Linked DNA regions of Mus musculus: region 2 is linked to region 1. A link is a contact called in public HiChIP or PLAC-seq data. All regions are on one chromosome and are shown on one strand. Each heading gives the region's core, a stretch centred on a gene start, on an enhancer-like site or on the middle of the called end of the contact. The rest is flanking DNA. Distances are from core to core; before and after follow the strand shown.

The links. HiChIP or PLAC-seq counts read pairs in DNA pulled down with a chosen protein or histone mark.
Region 2: an H3K27ac HiChIP or PLAC-seq map of microglia shows a contact between it and region 1, with 4 times the contacts expected there. The contact joins the promoter of Pik3cd here to the enhancer-like site in region 1. A contact is called at or near these places in 6 of 484 Hi-C or Micro-C datasets (the 3T3-L1 cell line, embryonic stem cells, frontal cortex and 2 more), 1 of 115 datasets of contacts at active chromatin or transcription factors (microglia) and 1 of 9 other capture datasets (pancreatic islet).

What each region holds. Positions count from the first base shown.
Region 1 is chr4:149,560,384-149,566,345 of GRCm38.p6, reverse strand. Ctnnbip1 (catenin beta interacting protein 1) reads right to left here. Exons shown (of 5, transcript NM_023465.4): 5 at 1-2,141. The coding sequence ends at 2,083. Among named protein-coding and RNA genes, the nearest start is that of Clstn1, 23 kb to the left of the region's middle. Within about 2 kb of position 3,640, at least 122 of the 459 cell types and tissues checked have an H3K27ac peak or open chromatin away from gene starts, as enhancers often do. A contact at or near this core is called in frontal cortex and microglia, where this site is marked.
Region 2 is chr4:149,660,995-149,666,956 of GRCm38.p6, reverse strand. Pik3cd (phosphatidylinositol-4,5-bisphosphate 3-kinase catalytic subunit delta) reads left to right here and starts at 3,641. Exons shown (of 22, transcript NM_001164052.1): 1 at 3,641-3,813. The coding sequence starts at 3,673.

The sequences.
Region 1 (5,962 bases), core at 2,391-4,890:
CCTCAGAGGCTGAGCCGAGAACCACTGCTAAGACAGAGCACACACCATCACCAGGGCTTGGCCTCGAGGCAGTCACAGGAACCAACTGAAGCTGGCAACACCGGACTTTAGATACAATCTCACAGGGGAGGAAGACTGAATGACCCCATCTCTGCCCACGGGCCCAGCCACATCTCCAGGCCACACTGCGCCAGCAGAACAAGCACGCGTCTGTCAGTCAGTGTGAGCTCATACCGTGCCTGCTCACACACGCTGCTCCTCCCCAGCAATGACGCTCTCCTCTCAGGCTCTTGCTGGTCAGGCTGGGGTTGGCGGAGCTGATTCTCCACTGTCCTTGCTCCCTGGAGCTCAATGGCCAAAGCGAGCATGTTACTGTCAGCTAACAGGGCCGATGTGCTGAGGGACCAGATGTTCACATTCTCCTCCTGGGACATGTCTGGGAAGCTTGAACCGTCCACCAACAGGGAGGTGCCCCAGGGCTTGAACTCAAGACCTGCTGGCACTGGCATCCTGCACACTCCCTGCCACACGGGAGGCCGAAGCCCCAAGAAGGGAAAAGATGCTCCAGTGTTTTCCGGATCATGGTGCCCAGGACCAGAAAGGGCCGTCACCGTTTCTCTCACTCCCAGGGAAGGCATGGTGGGCATGGGACGACCACCCATATCTTTCTTCTCAGTCGCTGCTCTAAAATGTGACCCTTGGGCTGGATCTGAGTAGCCTGTGGGGCCTACTGTGTGAAAGTCTAGCTGGTCTTCCAAGTGGGTGCTTCCTAATAAATAAGCCATGCTACTCCCCCTTCTATGCTGACACACAGGGTGATACACGGTGTAATGGGGGCCTGGGCTCAGGTAGAACACATCTGCTATCCGGGAACTACAGCCACTGGCAATGGACCCTGGGAAGCCTGGCTAGGTTGTGCTTGGAGCCAAGTTTGAAACCTCTGGGGTTCTAGAAGTGAAACTGGGGTATCTGCTTGGGTTCAAGGCTCCAGTAAAGACCCCTCATAACCTTCAGGATCTGGGGATGCCAAGACCTGGGGAAGTGAGACACAGGGGGCAGCAGAGAGGCTGGAGCTGCCGGTCAACACTCCTGTACTTAGCATGGGCTGGCCAGAAAGGCCTGAAGAGCTCTGCACAATCCATTCGCTCCAGGAAACTGGCTGGCTGCCAGCTCTTAGAACTGAGTACATCAATCCTGCCTCCCGGTCACCCCTGAGCTCTGGGCTGCTGGCTCAGGAGAACACAAAGCCCCTTGGGGGCCTGTTCTCCAGCTGTGGACCCCGCTCGCGCTCGCGTCCCTGGGGTCCCTTCGCTGGTGGAGGCAGGTGTGGTCATTAAAGCACGTGCATTCTCCAGGTGTACCCTCAGGCCTCATGTAACCAGCAGAGTGGAAGAAAGACCATAGCAACGGGAGTCAGGGGTGAGCCAATGGGAAACCAAACCCGCATCTTACTGCCAATCAAATCCAAACACAAACCCACTACGTGAAGGCAGCAGCCAGCTCTTTGTGTAATAAATATTGCAAAGCTCACTTCATTTCTTTCTTTCTTTTTTTTTTCAAGTCAAATATAACAATATCCCAAACCCTGTTTTCTGCTTTCAGAACAGAGGAAGTCGGTGATGTGAACAGAACACCTACAGCCAATCAAAGAAAAGACCACGTCCCACTAGCCAGCCAATCATAACCCTTTTCCAGTTTAAGCAACCAATCAGGCCTCTTCACATTCCTAAAAATGACCTAAATAAAGCACCAGAGCTCGGAGAGCTTCCGGGGAAGCCAGATACCGAGGCGCAAATGTTTAAAAAAATAAAGAGTCAGAAATAAAAATAAAAGGTTTCCGTTGGTCAAGATTTAAAAATAAAAAGGTTTCTTCCTGCAGCCAATCTCAAGTCCATCCCTTTAAGCCAATCACAAACCACCTTGATGCCAGCCCTGCTGAGTGGCGGCTGGGTGGGGAGGGTCGGATGGGGTAAGGGGTGCAAAGGGTAAGAAGACGGTGGTTTGCTACCACTCAACCGGCAGAGGAGCCACACAGATCTCTTGGCCATCTGCAGCTTCCAGGGAGTTCCGAGGGGCTTCCAGCTACTGCCTCCGGTCTTCCGTCTCCGATCTGGAAAACGCCATCACCACGTCCTCTGCACCTGCAGACCAGGGGACAAGAACTGCTAATGGCTTCTGGAATCAGGACAAGGCAGAAAGGCTGTGCTCACTGGGAGCAGCCCTCCTTATCTTCCCACCCTTGCCAAACTGTGCTGAGCTTGGAGTGCTTCAAAGGTCCGGGATGTAATTCAGCTGATAGAGTACTTGTCTTGCATGCAAAAGCCCCCGGGTTGGCCCCCTAGCAGCACATGAACTGCTGATATGGCAAAGGGGTCAGAAGTTCATGGTCATCCTTGGCTACAGTGAGTTCAGGGCCAGCCGGGGGCACATGGCAACCTAATAAAAACTACCGGGAAGGAGACAGAAGTGTTTCTAACTAAGTCCACCTCTCCTTAGACTTCCTACAGCCAATCTGGGGACATGAGTGACCCCACCCTGCTGCAAAGCTTCAGAGCCTGGTTCAAAGCCTCATAGCTAGGAGATAAGACAGGTCCTGGGGCAGGACTCTGCTCAGCCCATGTCCCTTGCTCCAAGGGCATCACATTAGGATGGGAGGTAACGTTTTCTTGGGAGCCTCTCTCTTCTCAAGTGTAGATTTTGGTAGTGGAGAGACGGTTCTTACAGAGGACCCAGGATCGATTCCCAGCACCTACACACTGGCTCACAACCCTCTGGGATTAAAGCTATGTGCCATTATGTCTAATACCCATAGTCATTTGTGACTGAAAATCAAATCAAATAATTGAAAACTGCTTACTTCTCATTGTTGTATGGTGGGGCGACACACTCCTGCATGTGTGTAAAGGTCTGATGACAACCCCATAAAACTGGTTCTTTCCTCCCACCTTTGCATGGGCTTTGGGGATCGAATTCGGGTGGTCAAGCTTGGTGGCAAGCTCCTGTACACACTGAGCCCTCTTGCCAGCCCTCTCACTATGAATGCAAACACTATTCACCTCTGCCACAGCCTCCCTTTGCTCAAACCCAGCCTTTGTTCCAAGGAGCCTGGCCACGCCCATTTCCAGCCTGCTGCCTGCCAGGCTTGACAGAAATATATGATACCCATTTCTTATGGTTTTTCTTAATCCTGAATTTGAGATTCTAGTCCAGCCACTCATGAAATCGCTCCCTTTGTCTTGTTCTCCCTAAGACAGGCTCTGACACATTGCCAGAAGAGGCAAGGGGAGGAGGGAAGGAGCAGGAAATGCTAGCCTACCCAAGCTGTCGGTACCTCCTGCTCCCTGTCCGCCTTTTCTAAAGCGTGGTGGTCCTGCATCTTGCCCTAAGCGGTAGCAGTGAGGCTGCCTGTGCCTCTGGCATACCTCCCTGCTGCGCTATGGGAAGCTATCTCCCTGGAAGACGCAGATGGGAACAGCAGGGAAAGCAAAGGCCTCCAAGGACTGGGTTGGGTTAGGTGGGGGTGGGGTGCACCAGAGCCTCCGGCACTTGGACCAGAGTCGCACAGTGTTGCTCATCCTTGTCCACACCATCCCGTGCACGCACCTTGCTGCCTGGAGGAGCCAGGGGGCACCCCAGGCAGTGCTGCGGAAGGGTGGCCCAGACGAACACGTGACATTCGGAAATCCTGCCTTCACATCAGCACAGTGGTGCTAAGGGAACGTAATCTATCATCCACCCAGCCTGTTTCTGCCTCATCGGTGTTCTTGGAAAGACAGACAAGCCTCCAGAAAGGAGCGCAGACATCTGGCTTCTTGCTTGAGAAGCCCTCAGATCCTTTCTCTGTTCTCACTCCAGTCCTGGGACCATGCACTATCACTGCAAGCAGGACTGTCGCCAGGATTACGTCATACCCTGTGTGGTGGCTGAGCTGGGTGTCTAACAGATGCTGGTTTCTCTGAGGGCTGCCTCCAGCTCGCTAGGCATGAGGGGGTCGAAGCAAGACCGTGCTGGGGAGGCGTCAGCAGAAGATGCTTCTGGGGCAATGAACGGAGACAACCCACTCTCTTCCTTCCTCACTTGCCTCGTGGGTTTTCTCGCAGGGACCTTGGGCCTCTGCAGAGAGCTGCATGTGCAAAAATAGCACTGGGTCCCCAGGAGGAAATGGGCCACTGGCTCCTTAGAGAAGCTCAAATCCCCATCACTGGGCTCTGCAAACTGCTCATGGGTCCATGTCCTGTACTCTGAAGACAGCAAGTGTGCTGGCTGTTTTTTTATGTCAACCTGACATAAGCTGAGGGTATCTGAAAGGAGGAAACCTCAACTGAGAAAATGCTCTCTTACATAAGACTGGGCTGCAGGCAAGCCTGTAGGGTCTTTCATTAATTAGTGATCGATGTGGGAGGGTTTAGTCCATTATGGGTGGGGCCACTCCTGGCCTGTGGTCCTGGGTTCTATAAGAAAGCAGGCTGAGCAAGGCATGAGGAGCAAGCCAGTAAGCAGCATCCTCCGTGGCCTCTGCATCAGCTCTGCCTCCAGGTTCCTGCCCTGCTGAGTTCCTGCCCTCGTTGCTGTTGATGATGCACTGTTCTATGGAAGCTGAGTGAAATAAACCCTTCCTCTCCAAGTTGCCTTTGGTCATGGTGTCTCACAACAGCAATAGAAATGACCTTGCCAAGGTCACACATTTACTCTGACGAGTAAGTAATAGGATACCCAGAGCAAAAGCTTTGTAAGAATTTTACCCTCCCTCCCACACTGCCAGCTGGCTAGATTCTCCCTGACTGGGAACCCACAGGCCTCATTTCAGAGTCTATGTTCTGTTTTTGGGGCTGCAGAAGGAGTCCTCAGAGATGCTCCCATCCCGCAACCATTCCCGTTCCTAAGGGATTTGCTGACCACCAGAACTTCCTTCCTTTGAAGCCAGAGAGAGGGCAGAGCATCCTCTGACCTGTTTCTATTAGGAGTGGGCCAGGCACTCAGCCTTCAGTTAAAGCCAGAGGATGCTCGCGGTCCCTCCCTTCTCTGGACGTTGGATCAGGAAACAAAAGGATGGGAGAGCTACTCAGCTGGTCATCTTGGATCCACCCCTAAAATTCAGTTCCTGAGACAAAGGGGCACAGCAGATCCCCCAAGTACCCTTTCTGCTGTCCTCTAAGTGCTCATCCTCTACCTCCAGGCCAGCAATCACTCTATAGGTAAGGCTCTGTCTTCCCCAGTGGTACCCACTGACGGCTCTTGTGCTCAGAGCATCTGTTCACTGATTCCCACCAGATGCAGGTTAGCCCAGGCACACAGGAGCTACTTGGATGCTCCTGAACATCTTTTCAAACAAACTGAGCAATAAGACAATTGAAACCAGATAATGTGTCTTGTGGGAAGCCATATGTGCCGTTGCAGAGTGGCACTGACTACTGCTGGCCACCACACATAAGTTTGGACAAACAACCAATGTGTACATATGCAGTAAAGTTTTTTGCAAAGACACTGCCTGGCCCAGGCATGATAATGAGGTTCTGTAAGGTACTGAGAGTATAACCAATCAGATGTGAGACATGCAAATGAGGTATGATAATGAGGTTCTGTAAGGTACTGAGAGAGAGTAGCCAATCAGATGAGGAACATGCAAATGAGGCTTAGTGCATAACCAATCCGGGTGTGAGACACGCCCCTCCTAGGCCTATAAAAGCAGCACCAGTTCTGGGCTCGGGGTCTTTCGCCTCTACAATCAAGCTCTCCCAATAAACGTGTGCAGAAGGATCCTGTTGCAGCTTCGTTCTTCCTGGCCAGTGGAGCGCGCGCAAGAGTGTCTCACACATATACACACATGTACACGCATGCATGCACACACACACACACACGAACACACAGGCACACACATACACACACACACGGGTACTTGTCCTATGAATATAAACCAAGCTGTTTAACAGAATGTTAGCAAATTACGAAGAGCAACGTATAA
Region 2 (5,962 bases), core at 2,392-4,891, 100 kb before region 1:
CTAATTTCTGAGTTCGAGACCAGCCTGGTCTACAAAGTGAGTTCCAGGACAGCCAGGGCTATAAAGAGAAACCCTGTCTCAAAAAACCCAAAAAAAAAAAAAAAAAAAAAAAGAAAAGAAAAGAAAGAAAGATCAAACCTGATTCAAATGCTGTAAATTAAAACAAAATCCCTGTAGAAGCCCAGGGAATAGATATGGCTGCTGGTGTGGCTGGATCCAGGTGCCCTGGGGGGTTGGGGGACTTGGTGCTGGAGAGGTAGAGAGCTGACCAGCAGTTAAGAGTGGTTACTGCTCTTAGAGAGGTTCAAGTTGAGTTTCCATGTGGGATGTTCACTACTGCTTGTAACTCCACTTCTCAGGATTTTGGTGGCTCTGCCCTCTAAGGGGAGGTGGTCCTCGTGTGTTTTTACCTACATACCATAGCCATGCTCAGCATACCCATATATATGGATATATATATATCCATATATATATATATATATATATATATATGGATATATATATATATATATATATATATATGCATTTTTTTTTCGAGACAGGGTTTCTCTGTGTAGTCCTGGCTGTCCTGAACTCACTCTGTAGACCAGGCTGGCCTTGAACTCAGAAATCCGCCTGCCTCTGCCTCTCAAGTGCTGGGATCAAAGGCGTGCGCTACCATTGCCAGGCCATATTTTTAAAATAATATTAAGAGAGAGAGAGAGAGAGAGAGAGAGAGAGAGAGAGAGAGACACCTTCAGTGCCCTCCCCATCGCTATAGAAACCAGGAAGGATGGTGGTGCCTGAGGAAGTGGAGAGGAGGCAGAACTCCAGGGAAGGACAAGGCTGCCTGCGTCATGAGGGAATCTTTTCTTTTGAGACAATGTTTCTTGTGCCCTAGGTTGGCCTTGAACTTGTATGTATTGGCTTTCATTCCCGCTTCCGTTGCTCTGCTCTGTCCATGAGATTGGTTGTTCTCACCAGATGTCTGTAGAGTCTTCCTTCCTCCTTGCTTCCACCTGACAGTCAGTGGGAAGAATAGAGTGCGTCCTGCTGCTGGCTTCCACCTGACAAGTGTCCACGTGGTTGACTACAATGCTTTAAACTCTCCTAATTGTGTCTTCGGCTGTGTCTGTGTTGGAGGTCTGTTGGAGGTCTGTTGGGTATGTGCCTGGGTAGGGACTATGATTGTCTTGGTTCCAGGGCACATGCATGTTCCACTCTGGATAGAGCCAACAGTTTACCTCCGTGGCTGTACCAGTGTGCAATTTGGGGGTCACCCTGAGTCCCTGCACCTGCTTTTCTCTCTCTTTTGTATCTTACTGGAAATGGAAGGTTCTAGACTTCTTCCAGGAAAGAGAGAAGTGGTTCCCTTTCTCTGGGCTTGATGGTCTATGCACACCATGGGGTCTTCCCCATGGTTAAGTGAAGTTGTTTATAGACATAATTTTCTGCCACCAGATGGGTAAATGCAGCTGTGACCTTCCTTTTCACGGGACTGAAAGACAAGAACACAAAACATCTGCTTGCCTCAGACCCAGACCTTTGGGTAGGGTTCCTCAGAAGCCCAAGCCTGTATTCATGTGACCGAAGGTACCCCTGAATTCCCAAGCTTGGAAAGAATGCATTGTAGATGCAACCCTCCAGATTCCTGCCTATTCCCCTGCCCGAATTTTAAATTAAAAAAGGAAAACTTTGGCCTTAGAAAGAGGAACCCCAAGTAGGACGTGGTTTCACACTCAGAGGAAGTAGGTACCAGCAGCTACTGGGGGTGGGGGCGGGGAGGTGAGAGGTGGGGGCACAGGAGGCATGCCCGGAGCAGCTGCTGCCCAGTGAGTCAGGCCCAGCCCAGTTGGTACCACCACCAATAGGGACATCTCTCATAAACCAAATATGTCATTTAAATCCAGGAGAATGTGACCTTGTGGTAGGCATGGACATTTTCTGTTATGTTTTGGTGTTGGGCTCCAATTCAGAGCCTCAAGCATGCTGAGCTGTCCTTGAGCTACGCACCCCAATTCACAAGTCTTTTTGTCTGTCTTTCTTTCTTTCTTTCTTTTCCTCCTCTTTTTTTTTTTTTTTTGAGATAGGGTCTTATGTAGTCGAGGCTGGTCTTGAACTTGCAATGTAGTAGAAGATGGCATTGAACTTCTGATCCTCCTGTCTCTGCCTGCTATGAGCAGGGATTACAGATGTGCAGAGCCGTACCCAATGTGTTTATGTGGTGTTGGCAAGTGAATGCAGAGGGGTGTGTGTGTGTGTGTGTGTGTGTGTGTGTGTGTGTGTGTGTTGGTAAGTACTCTACCAACTGACCCACACACCCTCAGCCTAGAATTCTGGTTTTTTTTAAAGAATTAAAATAGGGCAGGCACAGTGGTGCACTCCTTTAATCCCAGCATTTGGGAGGTTGAGGTTTCACAGAGTTTGAGGCCAACCTGGCCTACATAGTAGAGACTCTATTTCAAAAACAAAACCAAAAAACTAATCAAAATAATAAAGCATAAAGTAGACAAATTTGATTATATGAACATTAAAGCTTCTTTCAGCACTAAATGGGAAATCTGTGTGCCCCCCCCCCCTGTCTCCCCCTCCTCCAAGTCTGTGCAGTTGGGGGAGGGGGGGAGGGGGAGGGGGGGAGGCAGAAAGAATGCGGAAGCCCAAGGCTGGTGAGGAGGGTTGCAAGCAAGTGATGTTTTCTTGATATGATGTGGCTGTTGCATCCAGGGACTCACAGAGGCAGTAGGCTCCTTGCAAAGGACCTACCTGCACAAGCCTGGGTCTGTGGGTGTCCCACAGCTCGGCTCTGAAGAGTCACTAGGCAGGCAGGTTTTCAAAGCTCACTGAAAATACTAGGAATTGCTCATGAACGCACACTAGTAATAAGAGTATGAAAACATGCCTACAGTTGATTAAGTGGCTAGATTCCAGGTTGCAGTGACCTGGAAGGGGGAAGCTGGTGGCGACGGGGAGGGATTTGGTGACTGGGAGTGTGGGTGGTGAACACACCCTGTGTCCTGTGATCTGTTATGTTTTGTTATTGCTGTGGTGCTGTGGAGGGGGCAAGGGGTGGCTGAGGGTTGGCATGACCGATATCGTAACTCCTTAGATAAAGTCATGTATTCTTTCTCCGTGCGTGCGTGCGTGCGTGCGTGCGTGCGTGCGTGCGTGAGAGAGAGAGAGAGAGAGAGAGAGAGAGAGAGAGATCTCACGGTCATCAAGCTGGTTTTGAACTTACTATATAACCGAGGCTGGCTTTGCTCTCCTCCTGATCAGCCCCCTTCACCTCCCAACTATTGGAATTGTAAGCAGGTGCCACTGTGCTGTGGCCAGCTCGTCAGCGCTGGTTTTAAGCTAATTGGTCTCTGGCCAGAACATTTTTAAGAACTGAAGAGTTTTATCTTTGGTTTTCAAGCATCTACCTGTTCTTGTTTCCCACTGTGGGTCACCTGTCGGCCACAGTGCGGTCTTTTGGCCTATGGCATGTCCACCTGTAATAAGAAGCACCTCGGCCTATAGGGTGGCTTAAATTGGTGGGAGTCACAAGCCACCTAGGCAGGATGCTGCCTCATGTGTAGCAAGCTTTGCATGTCCTCCTGTGGCCCAGATCTGGCCGTCCCATTGGCCAAAGCCTTAGTTCATCATGCCTTTGCCTTTCCCACAGGAAAACAGACCTCAGAGAAGTAACACAACAGGATGCCCCCTGGGGTGGACTGCCCCATGGAGTTCTGGACCAAAGAGGAGAGCCAGAGCGTGGTTGTTGACTTCTTGCTGCCCACAGGGGTCTACTTGAACTTCCCCGTGTCCCGCAATGCCAACCTCAGCACCATCAAGCAGGTAGAGCCATGGCCGCTTCTCACACCTTGATGCTCAGGGAGACACTGTTCACAGACACAGAATTTCAGGGCAAAAACTGTGTGTGGGAACTGACCAGAGGCAGGCAGCCTTGGCTGCCATTTCTCAGGAGCAGGGCACCTTATTTTCCTTTCCCCCTCCCCTCCCCTCCCCTCCCCCTCCCGTCCCCCTCCTGTCTCCTCCTCCTCCTCCTTCTCCTCCTCCTCCTCCTTCTTCTTCTTCTCTCTCTCTCTCTCTCTCTCTCTCTCTCTCTCTCTCTCTCTCTCTCTCTCTCTCGATATAGGATCTCACTGGAGTAGGCTATACTATCTGGCCAGCAAGTCAACCTTTCTCCACCTCTTCCATACTGGGATTGCAAAAGAGTGCTATTATCCCCAGCCACTTGTTTTGTTTATAATTTACTTATTTTTATTTCATGCATATAGGTATCCACCATATGTGTGTCTGGTGTGCAACAGGGGCCACAATAGGGCTTTGGGTCCCCTGAAACCAGAGTTACAGATGGCTTTGAGCCACCATATTCTGCCGAGAATTGAACAGAGGCAGCCAGTGCTCTTAACTGCTGTGTCATCTGTCCAGTCCCCCTCTGCCTCTAAAATGTGGATTCCGAGGAACTGACTCTGTCCTGATGCTTACAAAGCACATGTCCTACCCGCTGAGCGCTTACCCTCAGCTCTTACCCTCAGCCCTTAGATGTGAAGTCTACAAGATACAATTTCTAAGAATTGTCTCAAAACCTGTGGTTTAAACTCCACTTATCATTCCAAAGTCAGCTTCCCCTTTAACAGTATGCATTTCCCTTTACTAGATTGCTAGATTGCGAGCCAGCTTTGGGGCTGCCTCTGGCTGGGCTCGCATCCCGCTCATGACTGGGCGGTCATTTTCGGAACCACTCTGTCCACAGAGCAAGGGCCTTGCAAGCCAACTCGTCTTTAGAGTTGTCACCCCGGCAGTAAACACCATTGTTAGAAAGAGGTTTGGGGTTTGCTGAATCATTTTCAGGGTGATTTACTGAGTGAGCATCGCACACATCTGGATGGCATTTGGTGGTTTCTGTCTATGACTTAGACAGGGCTCTGCAACCCACTAAGTGTGGGATCTACTGGATTGTGTTTTGAGCGGGCGAAGGATGAGACCTTACCTCGGAATTTTAAAAGCCATAAATGGAAATAGGAAAACCAACTGCAGGAACAAGAATCATCTTTGTGCCCACCCTAGATTTCCTTTAATACTATTTTTTTCCCACTATGGAAGCAATATAGACTCACTAAAATTTAGGAAGATAAGAAAAAGGCAATTAGGAGTATAGCTCAGTCAGTAGAGGGCTTGCCTACAACACATGGCTCGCCTACAACACATGGCTCACCTACAACACATGGCTTGCCTACAACACATGCTACCCTGGGTTCTATACCCAGCACATCATAAACTGGGTGTGGCCATCCACACATGGAATCCTGGCACTGGGAGACTGGAGGGTCAGGAGTTCTGGGTTCTCCTAAGCTACACAGTGAGTTCAAGGATATTCTGGGCTCTTGTCTCAAAAAAGGAGAGGAAGGCAGGCTGGCGAGATGGCTCAGCAGGTAAGGGTGCTTCCAAGCCCACAACCTGAGTGTGATCCCCAAAACCAACATGGTAGAAGGAGAAAGCCAACTCCTCAGCTGTCCACTGACCTCTGCACGGGCACCAGTAGATATGTCCTCCCTCTACCACAATAAGTCAACAAGTGTTGAAAAACAGAGAAAGAAGGAAAACCATTTGTGATTGGGCTACGTGAGATAATATAGTCAATACCTCCACTAGTTCCTGGTTTTGGTTTGGTTTGGTTTGGTTTGGTTTGGTTTTTTGAGACAGGGTTTCTCTGTGTAGCCCTGGCTGTCCTGGAAGTCACTTTGCAGACCAGGCTGGCCTCGAAATCAGAAATCCCCCTGCCTCTGCTTCCCGAGTGCTGGGATTAAAGGCATGGGCCACCACGCCCGGCGGTTTTGTTTTTTAATAAGAATTTTTATATTTATTTATTCACCTGTGTATGCCGTGGCATGGTTTGGAGATCAGGGGACAACTTGGAGGAGTCTGGCACCCCCTTCTGTCGCTTAGGGATCAAGTTCAGATGGTCAGGCTTGGTTACCTG